3 separate regions of the Mus musculus genome follow, and regions 2 and 3 are each linked to region 1. Evidence: chromatin contacts called from public Hi-C and Micro-C data. All regions are on one chromosome and are shown on one strand. Each heading gives the region's core, a stretch centred on a gene start, on an enhancer-like site or on the middle of the called end of the contact. The rest is flanking DNA. Distances are from core to core; before and after follow the strand shown.

Region 1 (4,978 bases), core at 907-3,406:
ATGATAATGAACTGAACCTCTAAACCTGTAACCAGCCCCAATGAAATATCATTCTTCTAAGCATTACCTTAGTCATGGTGTCTGTTCACACCAGTAAAACCCTAAAATAAATGCATTTAATTTAAATGTTTTTCCCAAACAAGAAAAATATCTAGACTTGTTCTGTGAATAGTACTGAATCCCAGTCAATGTTTTCTACCTCACCTTTGATCATTCAGTTCCCAGATAAAAGACACAAAACGTTTATATTTGTAATAAGCCTTAATCAGCACTAGAGCTGGCCAGATATCTAGCCCCTAAACTATTAGTATCTACTTCTCTATCAATAATCCCTAAATATGACTTGCCACATTGTGCATGGGTTGCTCTTATTCTGACTGGCTAGCTCTCATGACCAGTATTTACAATCCCTTACTACCATGGCATCTTCCTCTCTCTCTCTACCTTTCTCTTCCCCAGTACTGCTGCCTTAGACCCCAAGGCACTGAACCTAAACACCCACCTACTTCTTTTCTGCCCAGCTACAGGCTGTAGGCATCTTCATTCAACCAATAATTTAAAATTAAGGAACAAGGTTTGCACAACAAAAGCTGGTAAACATGCAGATTCCTTTGTCCCTGGGGCTATCAGACCTTGGGAGCCAGTATTTAGCATTACAATACATAGCAACAGACCAAAACTTACCACAGACTTGTTATGGCACTATTTATCCCTGCCAGTGCCCCCACTTCTTGAAACAAGTGTTCTTTCTAATTATTAATTGTCAGTCATTCACACAGTACAATTAATTTATTTAGATTGACTAGCATACTTAGCACTTTCTTAATATTCTTGTATTGCAACATTTCTTTTAATTATTCTAAAACTTCAGCTTCCAAAGTGTCTGTGCACTGGATCTTCCAGATCAGGGCCTTAATGCCCTTGTTCTGCTGATACTGTATTGTCACGTGATTTCATGGTGATGACTTTCTTATTGTCTGTGAGGTAAGAACTGTGCGGATTCCGTGTTTCCCAGGAAGCACACCCATCAGCACCCTCCCTCTCCAGTTTCAGCCTAGTATTGTGAAGCTAAATCTCAGCAATGCAGAGACCAACTTAATCTTCACAGCTCACAGTCATACTTCAGGCTTAGGTAACCTTTTCCTCATTTAGAAGAGAGATGCACACCTCTCCAGCTAAACTCGTATTTCTTATCTTTCATTCCCAGTCCTGGTGTGGTCCTTTTGTAAAGGTTGCCGGCCATGGTGATGTGCATGCAGAATTAAATCTCTAGTTTAATTCTACCAGAATTATTCAGTCATCTGGTTCAGCTTTTTCTTGGGAAAAATGAGAAATGTTTTGCTTTTTTAATCACAATGTCTGATTCAAAATATAACAATATGGAAAATATACATATACATACTTCCCAATCTTTCTTTTTATACTTCATTGGATACTTTTGTAATGCAGTGATAGCACAGGGGAATGCACAGCTACTTACTCTTCCACATTATGTCCGTGCTACTACTCTAAGACTTCATGAATTATTTAGGGTAAATAATGTTTGGTAATTTCTGTTCTTTTTATTTCCAAACTTTGGATTTTCTTAAATTTTTTGGATATGGAACTATTCAAGGCTGCATTACTTTTCTTTTTGTATGTATTTTCTCATTGGTAGATCATATCAACTTGCATAGTTTCAAAGCTTTGTTCTTTTTGATAAATTCTAATCCTCTATGTTAGCCACGATATCTTTCATAGCTTTAGTTGTACCACTTTTAGAACTTCTTAGATCAGCATTTAAATGTTTGTTTTGCATTGCTAACTTCAGTAATATTGTAGGACCCCAAGAAGGAGCCCCCCCCCACTCAAGTCTCGAGGCGCAGGGTTATCCAAAGAAACACGAGAGACCTCCTTGTTGCAAAAGCACGAGGTAGCTTTAATGGCGGAGCTCCGGGTTAATACATATCTCACGCAGAAGACAGAGGAATTGCCCCTGAGACTCAAAAACTCGGGGTTTTTATAGGGTAGGGATTACAGGCTAGGAAGAATTGGCATGGTTACATACGATTGGCCCATTCAAACATCAGCAACATGATTATGAGTCAGCAGAATAGTACGTGCAGGCCTGGGCGTATAAGGATTCTAAAGTCAGGGGCTTATCTGAGTTGACAATGCATCTGGTTAATGTTTCAGCTTTTAACTATGCTCTCTATAAAAAGGGGTGGGGGGTGAGCAGGAGGTGCTGGGCTGCCAGATGGTCAATGAGTCAGCCAAAATAGTCAGAACCAGTTCCTGCATTCCTTCCCTTATCTTTACAACTGGGTAACCTAGCTTCAAGATGGACTCGGGCATGCCTGGGCTATTTGACATACATTACATGAATCACAGGTCTCAAGTTTTATTTCCTTTCGATATGTGTTGTGTCCGGCCAGCAGATCACAGCCTGGGTTCTGGCATAGAAAGGCATTTTGGAAACCTGGAAGAGAAGAGGGGCTAGGAGGTGAGAGAAAGAAATGCAGCTAAGACAGGCATTCTGATCAAAGCTCAATTTTACTGTTCCACACACAGTTATGAAGCAGGGGAAGGGGCCCGATTCCCGCCAATTAATCTTGGGGTCCAATAGCAGGGTGACTACGTGCATTGCTCCGAACAGCAAAGAGGCAGGTTCCAGCAGTGGGCATACTTGATTTTGGTTCTCTTCTTTTTTTTTTTTTTCCCATGTGTGTAAGTATATGTGAGTATGTGTGTAAAGTTTATGTGTACATGTATATGCATGAAGGCCAGAGGAATGAGTGGACTGTCCTACTTTTTACTTTCTACCTTATTTCTTAGGGGCCTGGAACTATTTTGCTGGAGGCTCAGCTCATAAGCAACAATCCCTGATGAGCCTTCTGTCTCTATGTCACTCAATGCTGGGTTACATGGTTGCATAGCTACATACATGCACTGAACCAGTCATTACAAGAATGTTGGGATGAAACTCCTGATCCTCATGGTTATGCAACAAACATTCTTACCTATCAAGCAGTCTTTTTAGTTCTTGTTTCCTTTTGCTGCTGTTTAAATAATTATTTATTTATTTTTGAGTACACTTAGATATACAAGAAAAGGGCAATGGATCCTATTACAGATGATCGTGAGTTGCTGGGAATTAAACTCAGAACCTCTGGAAGAACAGTCAGTGCTCTTAACTGCTGAACTATCTCTCCAGCCCATTTCTGTTTTTCTTATCCTTGTTGACTTCAATGACTTTTCTGAATTGCCATTTCCAAGGTGCACTGATCTGCTTTCATTGATAATGTCATAATTTCTTTAATACTTAATCTTCAGACAAACCCCAAAGCCCTTCTGATTGTTTTAACGAAATATATCAAATGCACTTTTATTTTTCTAGTATACAAGTTTCCAGACTTACTATGGCATGACTAATAGATTTATCACTTGACTATGGTATAAAAAATGTCATGCACTCAGTTGAAATCATATTTTGAATTTTGGTCATATTCCTGGTCAAGAATATGTAATATGATTCTCTTGTGCAATGTAGGACAGAAAAACCAGCCACAGTGGCCAGCTCTCAGTCATTTCTACTTTGATGAGGTTATAAAATGATAAAGTGTGCATTGTGTTGCTGAGCTGTGATATCCAGCAGGGTAGGTGATGTAAATGCATATTCAAATTATGATCACTTCAGTATTGAGTGGGTTTATCAGTGTATGATCTTATTTTGAGTTGAGGAACATTGGTACTCACTGCCTTGCTGGGATCATCTCTACTGGCCTTCATAATAACTCCTATGTGCCTGAGTCCTCTTAAAGGCACCACTAGGCACAGTATAATATATTGTCCTTCTTGTTGTACATTCTCCTTTTACCTTCAAGCTTTATTTATGCTTTTAAAGCCTATAATAAATCTTTTCACTTCCTCACATGCTTTGCCAGAGTCTTATCAGAGCAGAACAGTCATAAACCTCGCTTGATCCTCTAGAAGGTGTGCTCTTACATTCTTGCAATTCCAAGAGAGAGGCTCAAGACCTGGGGGAGAGGGGATTCCATAGGAGACTAGAGAGACTCCATCCAGTAAAGAAACACTATTGGGCACTTGGATATGACTAGCCAGGATGGAGATATGTTATGAGTATAAAATGCCTAGATTTCTAGGTCAGGTCAGATAAACATAACATTGGATTTCTTAATATTCATTTATACTAACACACACAAGTTGCACATATATTGTAATATATAACACAAGTACCTATTTGCAGAAATCTGTAAATCTGCTAATGTATATGTTGAACAGTTTTAGATATACATAGTTTTCAGGAAAATTGTCTAACTGAGCTGAGACCTAGCTTATCTTGGGGGTTAGTAACTTGACTTCTGACTTGTCCTTCCTTTCAATTGTGTGCACATGGCAAACTAACTGGATTATCCTCTAAAGTGAGACCCTTCCTGCTCTTTTACATCCTATTGAATGACCTTGAAGAGGGGCAGCACTCAGGGTAGAAGTAATCAGTTAAACATACCTCTGAGACCTGAAATACTGTATCTTGTTATGTTTCAGGCAATTATAATCGCTGATCCTGATATTGTCTAGGTAAATAATTCTTATGTGATAATGATTCATTTGGCTACTTTGTGTAACAAAAAATCATGACTTAGTTTATGACACAAAGACTGCTGGATATCTGATATAAGACAAGCTGTCAAATAGGTCTGGTGTCTTTGAATAGAGAACGACCTTGCCATAGTAGATGGGGCCTTTCCCCTTCTAGGGCTGGAAGAAGAGCATTGTCTACTTGAATGGTAAATTGTGATAAAGTAGTGAGAGCAAAATTGCATAGCATAATCACTGCAATTTTTTATTGAATTGAGCCCTTCGCTCTTACTCTTGACAGGACAGTTTATTGAATGTGCTTGTGGAAAACAAAGAAAGGCAGTAAAAAATATATATCTTTTCTTTCTGTCTCCTTTTTCTTTGTCTAAGAATAGAAAAG
Region 2 (4,978 bases), core at 1,625-4,124, 460 kb after region 1:
GAGATAGAGATAAAAGGCATGAAAGCTTAGACTCAGACATAAGCCCTCCCTTTAATGTGGAGGGCAGAAGCCTCCAAGAAATGGGATCAGGAGGGCTCAGAAAGCTGATGGCTGACGCCATGTCATCCCATGATGCCACAGGTGAAGTCAATGACCACATGCAAAAGATGAGGCTGGGTCTTCTATTCATAAGCAACTTGTAGCCAAAAACAGAGTTAAAAATTATGGAACTCTCAGAGAAAAATATAATATAAACTTTTGTGATTTTGAATTATGCAACAATTTCCTAGACAGGAAACCAAAACACAGGGCAACGTTTAAAATAAAGTGGACTTCACCAACATTTAAAGCTTTTCTTTCTTTCTTTCAAGAGCACTAAGTTAAAAACTGGAGCACTGACAAGTCTGGCAAGGAATCAGAGAGGGTAGAGCACTCACATACTGCTACAGAATACGAAATAGCACAGTTACTTTTAGTAAGAATGATGTTTCCTTGAGAAGTTAAATACAGTGCATAGAATTACCATATGAGAGGATTGTCCCACTCCTAGGCATATATCTGAAAATAAAAGATGAAAATTTTTGTATACATACTCTTGCATGCAAATGTTCATAGCAGTGACAATAGACAGAGTGTAAAGACAAGCATATGTCTGTTACCTGATGAATGGTTTATAAGTGTGCTATGCCCATGTAACGAAACTCCATTCAACCTTAAAGAATGAAGTACTGATAGAAACATCAAACTAAAAGAAGCTGAAAACAATAACAAAAGCACAAAATGGTTCACTGGGTCTCACTTATATGATCAATTAAAAGACAGTTTTGTAGAGTCCCATAATAAATTGATAGCTGGCATCTAAAGAGGAAGGTAATAAATATATATATATATATATATATATATATATATATATATATTGATAATAATAGGGACAATTTCAGAAAAGGAGTTTGTTTAAAAATGATCTAAACTTCTAAAATTTAGATGGTGGTAATAACCGTACAACTTAGCAAATATACAAAAAATTTGAAACATGAGCTGACTTTTATGTTATATGATTGTTTTTAGCTCAAAAGGTTTACAATCTACCTGTTCCTTCATAGAGTGTGGAATATGATAGTCACTTGCATGTTAACATCTGTGTCACCGGTATAAAAAGATGAAGTAGACTGATATGACTTCTTTCTAAAATCAGCCATACAGATGGAGGAAAACTATAGTTTTGCATCTCCATCTAGAGATAATTTGATATCATGACATATTAAGTTGATAGTGAAGAACCAATCAAAGCAAGTGTTTCCTCCTTCCCAAATCAAATCCACTCAGTATTCATTTAGCTCATGAAAAGCCAGCACCATCTTTACCCTGTGCTCTTAGACTTGTCTATCATCTCTCAGCATTTGTTTTCTTGTTCCTGCCTAATACATCTATAATTCCAAGAGGATCAAATGGACCCAAAACGAGGTGCGGTTTTAATAGTTACAGCCCTGTGGAGATACTAGGATTTGCTTACATAACACCCTCAGATTTCCCTCCTCCGAACTGATTTTCAAGGAAGGGGGAATGAAAGGTGCCAATTTAAATGGATTCTTTTGGATGTTTACCTCAAGGAACTGATTTTTCATGAGGAGGAATACTGTGAGGACTCACATCCCCGCCTGTGTGTGTGGCATTCACACATACAGTGTCACACAAGTCTGTGTTAGATTTTTAACTTCACTCTGGCAACTTTGAGAGTGAGATGGTGAGCCGACAGGCTACTGTCAATTAAACAAGAGCTGTCACCAAGCAGAAACATTGAAACACAGTGGGCACGAATCCTAAGCAGATCACATGGCAGCTACTTAGCAGTTATTTTAACACAGTCGCGGTATAGATGTGTCATTTCCCTGAAGAATTTAATTTGAGTCCCTAAGGATGCAGACATCTCTGCGTTCACATGCTCCCGTCAAGTCAAAAGTGGGCCTTCTAAATGAGCTGGAATGGTAAGTGCAAGTCAGAGAATGACAGGTAGCAAATTCGCTTATTTCACTTTCCTCTGCTCAGGTTACATAGAAGAAGCCTGCATCATCCCCTGCCCCTCAGACTGCAAGCTCAGTGAGTGGTCCAACTGGTCCCGCTGCAGCAAGTCCTGTGGCAGCGGCGTGAAGGTCCGGTCCAAGTGGCTGCGCGAAAAGCCTTATAACGGAGGAAGGCCTTGCCCCAAACTGGACCATGTCAACCAGGTATTTTTACTGACATCAAACGCATTAAGATATTCCTCAGACTCCCAAGGATGTTTTATTCTATTATTTCTCAAAGACGCACAAAATTAAATAATAGCTCCTGAAAAAGAAATGGGATGGATTCTATTTTCAAAAGGTCTGAGAAAATCATACTACAATGTAAAATCTCAAATTATACATATTACATCTGAAATTTTCTGGGAACTCAGGATTCTGCACGCATCTAGATAAAATACAGTTCCATGCAGGCAAAATGACAGATAAGTCGTGAGTACTGTCAAGGCATTAATCTACCATACAATTGTGCTAACTGCTGTGATGAAGTCACGTCATCCTTACAGTTTCCCTAGACTTCCACCAGAAAGAGAGCTCAGTAGCCAAGGACTCAAGAGAAAAGCAAAGAAATGACATGAATATGCTCTAAAAAAAAGAAGGGGGGTGTTACTTATTCATTCCAATCTAGTTAGTGTAAAATAAGAAATGTAAGAAGTGTCTCAAAGTTCATATATATGTGTGTGTGTGTGTGTGTGTGTGTGTGTGTGTGTGTGTGTGTATGTGTATGTATATGTATATGTATATGTATATGTATATGTATATGTATATGTATATGTGCTAGCAATTCAGTCACTGCCTTTTCTAGCATTGGAGCTGTGTTAGAGCTCGCATGCATACTTCACTGGCTGCTATCCGTGGTTGTTATTTGTATTCTGTTGGAGATAAAGAGTAAAATGGCTAATGACAGAATTGTGATTAACTTAAGTTTAACAGAACAGGCCATTGTTATCACAGTTGATCGCCATGTAAATTAGCAGAGAATAGATTTTCCAGAGTGTGTGCAGATGTTATGTTTTGAATTTGAGCCATGAGCAAGTGAACCGAGGATTTAAATATGTAAAGCTGCCTCATGTGAACATAGCCTGTCTCATTTTAACCTCTAACCACACGGTTATCAGCAGTTTCCTTCTGATTAAGCTAAGATTGTTGGGAACAACAGAATCGTACCATATACAAAGGAAACTTCTAAGTAAGTAAAAATGAGGACATTGAAGAATTAAATTGAAAGTAATCTCAGTCCTAGATAAATTTAGGCAATGTAGAGAGAATAATATACTCTTCTATCGCCATCTCCTGGCAGTTGAGCATTTTGTATTCTTAAACTGCAAGTGTTCATTTCAAAAGAAGAAATTCACTTGCAGAGCTGGAATTGGGTGAATATGAAACAGAGGAACACGAGTCCCATGCTTACGATGACAAGAATGTTTGTCTACAAGCTCAGAAATCTTGAATTTCCAATGACAAATTTAGTATTAATAAATTATGATCCATAGTCCTATCAAAGAGGAAGTATACATGTGTCAATACATCACATGTGTATGTGTCTAAGTAGCAAATTAAATATGCCACATTAACCTAAGCACTTTTGTTTCCAAAGGCACATGACCCTGTGCTTAGTTGTCTGTACATCATACAATGTTACATCTCTCTTAAAATTCAAGGCAGCACTTGATAAGCACATGTATGTATTGGTTTTCAATTCATTGGGAGTATATCAAAACAGTAATAACTGAAAACAGAAAGGTAAATCAAGAAAGAAAACAATTAGACATCAAATTTTGAGCATAATGTTTTACATAAAGCTTAAAGATAAGTATTTAAATATCAGTAAAATACTCAAGAAAATCAAATAAGCAAAGTGCTGGGCAATTGTTTATAAAATATAAACCATGCAGATTTTTACTTTAATTAAAATTCCTCAGTAAAAGTATAGCAGTTTGTTGATGTAAAAAAATGGTCTCTGAGAGTGTTTCCTCACTGAAGTTAAGCCCTAAGGTCCTTATCTCACTAAAATGTATTAATGGATTAAAGTGGACTGGTGGGTAGATGAAACCATAGGTGGGTCAATATATAGACACCAGTCCATGTTTCTGTTGATTCCTAAGATATTTGCAACTGTAGTTGAGTTTGCAGTGACAGGGGCTCTGAGAGCCACTCGGGTTTTGAACTCTTGTCCTCCTGAACATGCAATCATCTTTCCCTGGGATGTGTAATCTTTGTCTGCTCATCTTGCATTTAGGACATGAGGAATGGTTGATTTCCCCTTCCTAAAACCTATGAGATTCTTCCTAAGATTTTACTAAATTAATGTTTTAAATAAAAGTCTACATAACTGACAATGTACAATATGAATGAGCTCTTATCAAAGTAACTAACGTTTTCACATTTCTCTGTTTCTTGTCCTTTACGTCATTCCTGACAAACACCATTCCAGGCACAGGTGAGTGTGCTTATCTTCCATTTCTTCAGAGTGCTGCTCTTTAAAGAATTATTATTTTCTCCACTAGGTTTTCCTCTGCCTGTTCCCCTTTTTATCTCCTAGTATAGCAGTAGGGTTGCTTTATTGATAGAGCCTGAGGAGACAGAGTGAGGTAATTAGCCATCACCTATCCCACTTTAATGAGGCAATGGTACCCTTTATTTATGCTTGAAGGAGAGAATTATGGTGGACTGAAAATGGTGATTTGGAGATGTTGGAAATGTCAATGAAATACTTTGCATTTATCCCCCAACAATGGGGAATGATCGTTTATCAAAGGATTAGGAAGAGCAGCAGGGCCCCTCCATTTCGATTCTTCTTTTCCCTGGGACTGGTGTGGTGGTGTTTAGCCATATGGTGATAGTCCTGTTTTAACACATCTCCCTAATGGGAATATACCAGTTGTATCATTAGCTACAGTCTTATACCCACATTGCAT
Region 3 (4,978 bases), core at 1,398-3,897, 350 kb after region 1:
AGTTTAGACTTTGCTACACAGTGAGCTGATAATGACATTTCTCCATATGACCCATCATTTATTAGCACTGAAATCTACTTCTTCTCACAAACTATATGGCCATTATATGGGAAAGCTGATCTTGTAAATGCTACAACCCATTCTATAACCAAATCTCCCTTCCATAATTTAAGTAATAAATGTACCAAGTAGTTCCCTTCCAGAAGAATGCTATGCCTTTTAATGTATTTTCAATATAATTACGTTGAATATTGTGTTTAAATTTGAGATCCCTTACTTAGAATTAGGATCAGCTAACACTTTTCATTGGAGTTTATTTTTTATAATTGAGTTAAGATTCTTTAATTTGTTGTAAAGATAAAAGTTATTTTATCTTTTTAGAAAACATAAGAAAATAGGCTAGTCTTCAGTGTTACTGTGTAGTAATAAAAATTATATAATGTATATATTTATAAATATATATTTGATATATAAATATATATGGAAATGATGTAAATAATATATATTTAATATATATTAAATCTGGTGTCAGTTATAGAGATCTGTCTATTATATTTTGATATGCTTTTAAAAATGCTATTTTCCTTTTTGAAAAAATGGAACTAAGCCAATGGATTTTTAATTGCAATATTATAGATAACAGGGGGAATAATTACTTAATTAGAGTAAATTAGGCAAAGACTTGCCATAAAATTTAATATTCCATTATTTAGGTCCTATTCATATAAAATCCCCACTTGACTGTTAGCTATGATTCTTAATGCCAAACTCAAGAGAAGACAAAGCCCTATATTGTCATATGGGTTAACTAAGACAAAGTCCTACATTGTCATATGGGTTAACTAAGACAAAGCCCTACATTGTCATATGGGTTAACTAAGACAAAGGCCTACATTGTCATATGGGTTAACTAAGACAAAGTCCTACATTGTCATATGGGTTAACTAAGACAAAGCCCTACATTGTCATATGGGTTAACTAAGACAAAGGCCTACATTGTCATATGGGTTAACTAAGACAAAGCCCTACATTGTCATATGGGTTAACTAAGACAAAGGCCTACATTGTCATATGGGTTAACTAAGACAAAGGCCTACATTGTCATATGGGTTAACTAAGACAAAGCCCTACATTGTCATATGGGTTAACTAAGACAAAGCCCTACATTGTCATATGGGTTAACTAAGACAAAGGCCTACATTGTCATATGGGTTAACTAAGACAAAGGCCTACATTGTCATATGGGTTAACTAAGACAAAGCCCTACATTGTCATATGGGTTAACTAAGACAAAGCCCTACATTGTCATATGGGTTAACTAAGACAAAGGCCTACATTGTCATATGGGTTAACTAAGACAAAGCCCTACATTGTCATATGGGTTAACTAAGACAAAGGCCTACATTGTCATATGGGTTAACTAAGACAAAGGCCTACATTGTCATATGGGTTAACTAAGACAAAGCCCTACATTGTCATATGGGTTAACTAAGACAAAGCCCTACATTGTCATATGGGTTAACTAAGACAAAGGCCTACATTGTCATATGGGTTAACTAAGACAAAGGCCTACATTGTCATATGGGTTAACTAAGACAAAGGCCTACATTGTCATATGGGTTAACTAAGACAAAGCCCTACATTGTCATATGGGTTAACTAAGACAAAGTCCTACATTGTCATATGGGTTAACTAAGACAAAGGCCTACATTGTCATATGGGTTAACTAAGACAAAGTTCTACATTGTCATATGGGTTAACTAAGACAAAGGCCTACATTGTCATATGGGTTAACTAAGACAAAGCCCTACATTGTCATATGGGTTAACTAAGATAAAGCCCTACATTGTCATATGGGTTAACTAAGACAAAGGCCTACATTGTCATATGGGTTAACTAAGCAGCGGTAAGGTAACAACACAGCCATAACAGCCAGTTTTCTTACATCTGGGATATCTTACACCAGAATAAATAGACTAGAAAAATTAAGACAAGAATTTGTTGACTAATCCTGAGATGGATCTTTGTCCATATATTTTCCACCCTCTCCTTTGCTCCTTGAATTATGGTAACATGTCTTCTGTCATACATGTTCTCTTGTGATTTCACCGACTCAGCTAACAAGCCATGTACTATAAAGTGTCTAGATTTCTTAAAAGATCAATTTAACACCTTTGCCCTAAGTCATGTGATCAAAAGAGTCTTAAGACTAATCAGACCGAGGGAATTGTGCAACATCGCGTATTTTGATGGGAGGTACTCACCAGAATTTTGCTCATAACTTGCTGTGTTTCCTACAGGCTGTTCCAGTCACTGTTTCTTCCTTAAATACTGCCTAGATAACTTTAAAAGGCCCATTGCAACAGGCCTCTACAACTTCCTTCCAACAGAAGCCACAGTCAACTACTCAGGCATTTTAAATCCACTGTCTGCCAACATTAAGTCCATTATTATTCTTTCAAAGCTGATTTCTTCTCTATTTTTACTAGCCTAGTACATGTTACAGTACAACATATTCCTGTTGATAGATTGAAGATGGTGGCGGGAGTAGATAGGGAGACATATTCCATGAGGGAGATAGCAAAAGGCACAGAGCAGAGACAAATTCTCCATTTCAACACTGTGAGATAACAAATGCTTTGGATATCTGAGAAACAGCCAAGAACCCAGTGTGCTTGTGGTGAAGTTATTTAGTGGCAGATGACTTGCAGGGTGGATTTAGAAATATTGCAGAGACAGGAAACATTCCAGAGCTTTCGTAATAAGATAGGGATTCCCCGAGTCTAAACAAAGTAGCCATTGACATCTTACCTAATAATCACTCATACGGTTTTGTTGAGATTGAGCTTTAATAGGCATAAAAGAAAGAATGAGGGGCCAGAACATTAGTCCAGGTGAGAAAAGATAGTGTCTTATATGAGAGTTCTAGTAGTGCCATCCAGGATGCAAATCTGAAGGAATTGCTATAATTGAGAACCAGGGAAGTTACCAGAGATACTCCTGTCAAGGGATCAAGTGTTCTTTATGCTGCCATTCGGATGCTTACTATGAATCCTTCCTTGCTATATTACACAATTTGGCTGTTTTAAAATCTCTTACTGGTATCCTGATGACTCTTTTGTGAAGTTCAAAGCAATTTTGTAATTGCAGAATGTTCTTTGTCATTTCCCCTGCTATTTGCCCACTGCATCCCTCCTTTTATTCCCCACTGTATACTTTGTAACATTTGGAAAGAAGTCAGTCTAAGTGTCTACCTAGTACTATTAGTCACTGCTTGATAGCAACTTATTATCTTTGCATCCCTATTTCTTAGGACTATCTCCACATAATAGGCTGTCAATAAACCTCTGGCCCATTGCTAATTTCTTTCTTTTACCCCTAGAAATCATCTCCATTTAAGATATGACTCTCAATTTTTCTTTACACAAATTTTTGTTATTGCCTTCATTGCAAATTCCAGCTTTGCCTGTCAGATGTCAGATAAAACTTGGCATCAAACTGCACACCCTGTTAACATCCGGACACGCCTTCAGATTCCATTACTCTCAAGTCTCAGTACACTGGAGCAAATAGACACTACCTTTTCAGGGGGATAAAAAATAAACAGGATGCCAGTTACTGTTAATGTCCTTGAATTTTGAAGACTTTAACAAAATTTTACCCTGTGATTATGTTTTTTGATAGTTTTCTGGATCCCACTGATTATAGCACTGAATATAGGCCCACATGTGAGCTCCGTCAGTCAACTTTCCTTTACTATAATAAGAAATGTAAAATAATCAAACTATGAACAGAAAAGCTTATATTGGCTCACGATGTTTATTCACCAAGGGCCCATTGACTCTGATGTAGGTGCTGGATAACAAGATAAAAATGCTACATTCACATCATGCCTAGGCAGTAAAATAGAAAGAAAGAAAAACCACAGGCCTAGCATCCCCTTCAAGGCCTGTGTTCAATGCCCTAACATACTTCACTACGACATGGCAATAAAGAAATTACTAATAGCACCACCCTAGAATCATGCCTCCTGGACCTTTAAGAAACATTTATCATGTAAACTGTGAAACTGTGCAACACACACACCCCAAGATGACTCATTTTAACCAAAGGAACATAAACTCTTAAGAAGGTTAATATATTTTAGGCTAAAGTTGGAGCTGTATAAAAACATTTGGTATCTTCCATAAGATTTAATAAGCTACAAGTATTCACATGTATCATAATTGCCATGCAGAAGTGTGAATGAGTTTCTATGGAGGACAAGAGTTATCAAGAGGACAGCATTTTCACAGCATTTTTTGCAAATCAGAAGTATCTGACTGGAGTTACTCATATCCAATTATTCATAAACAGAATTCCAGTCAAAGGAGGGCAAAAAGGGAATTTGGAACAAACTGTCTTGATCCTCCTTTAGAAAGCAAAACAAAACAAAAACTGTAAACTTTAGCAATAAAAAAATTAATCAAGGAATAATACCAAGGTTTTCATTGTATTGAAATTACTTTCCCTTGGTCATGCTTGTATGCTCTTGCTTCACTATAACATATTCAGCTTACAAAGCAGATATATACAGCCATATGTTTCAGAGTCTGTGTTTCGTAAAAGAAATATTTTATAAGTTATAATCAATGGAAGGAATGTTTCAAATTGCTATTAAGCTATTCAGCAAGTAAATAAAAAAAGATAGAAGTTACATTGTCAACTTCTAAGTTATTCCGTAGAATGCCTATGATGTACCATAACATAGGTAAACATACTTCTCATGATGGTTAAGAAATTCATATCTGAGCTCTGTGTGTACACATCTGTGGCAGCCACATAAGAATTATATGCTTATATGTAATAAGACTATATATGCTATGACTACTGTGCTATGACACCTCAGGAAATTATTTTGGCTCATGGTTTAAGAATAGATCCAGTCCATCGTGGGACTAGCCACACTCTGTCCTCCTTCAGGAAGCCCAAACTGGAC

What was found. A called contact is a pair of places that touch in the nucleus more often than the background predicts.
Region 2: a contact with region 1 is called in a Hi-C map of the N1E-115 cell line, with 4 times the contacts expected there. The contact joins two enhancer-like sites. A contact is called at or near these places in 1 of 15 datasets of contacts at CTCF or cohesin (the NIH/3T3 cell line) and 1 of 484 Hi-C or Micro-C datasets (the N1E-115 cell line).
Region 3: a contact with region 1 is called in a Micro-C map of the HL-1 cell line, with 2.5 times the contacts expected there. The contact joins two enhancer-like sites. A contact is called at or near these places in 2 of 484 Hi-C or Micro-C datasets (the HL-1 cell line and adipose-derived mesenchymal stem cells).

Annotation. Positions count from the first base shown.
Region 1 is chr6:12,811,204-12,816,181 of GRCm38.p6, reverse strand. No RefSeq gene overlaps it. Among named protein-coding and RNA genes, the nearest start is that of Thsd7a, 64 kb to the right of the region's middle. Within about 2 kb of position 2,156, at least 48 of the 459 cell types and tissues checked have an H3K27ac peak or open chromatin away from gene starts, as enhancers often do. A contact at or near this core is called in the HL-1 cell line and the N1E-115 cell line, where this site is marked.
Region 2 is chr6:12,349,232-12,354,209 of GRCm38.p6, reverse strand. It overlaps Thsd7a (thrombospondin, type I, domain containing 7A), which reads left to right. Exons shown (of 28, transcript NM_001164805.1): 14 at 2,047-2,225; 15 at 4,495-4,500. Among named protein-coding and RNA genes, the nearest start is that of Gm38583, 85 kb to the left of the region's middle. Within about 2 kb of position 2,874, at least 14 of the 459 cell types and tissues checked have an H3K27ac peak or open chromatin away from gene starts, as enhancers often do. A contact at or near this core is called in the N1E-115 cell line, where this site is marked.
Region 3 is chr6:12,456,715-12,461,692 of GRCm38.p6, reverse strand. All of the region lies in intron 6 of Thsd7a (thrombospondin, type I, domain containing 7A), which reads left to right. The region is part of intron 1 of Gm38583 (a long non-coding RNA gene); the gene reads right to left. Among named protein-coding and RNA genes, the nearest start is that of Gm38583, 22 kb to the right of the region's middle. Within about 2 kb of position 2,647, at least 21 of the 459 cell types and tissues checked have an H3K27ac peak or open chromatin away from gene starts, as enhancers often do. A contact at or near this core is called in the HL-1 cell line, where this site is marked.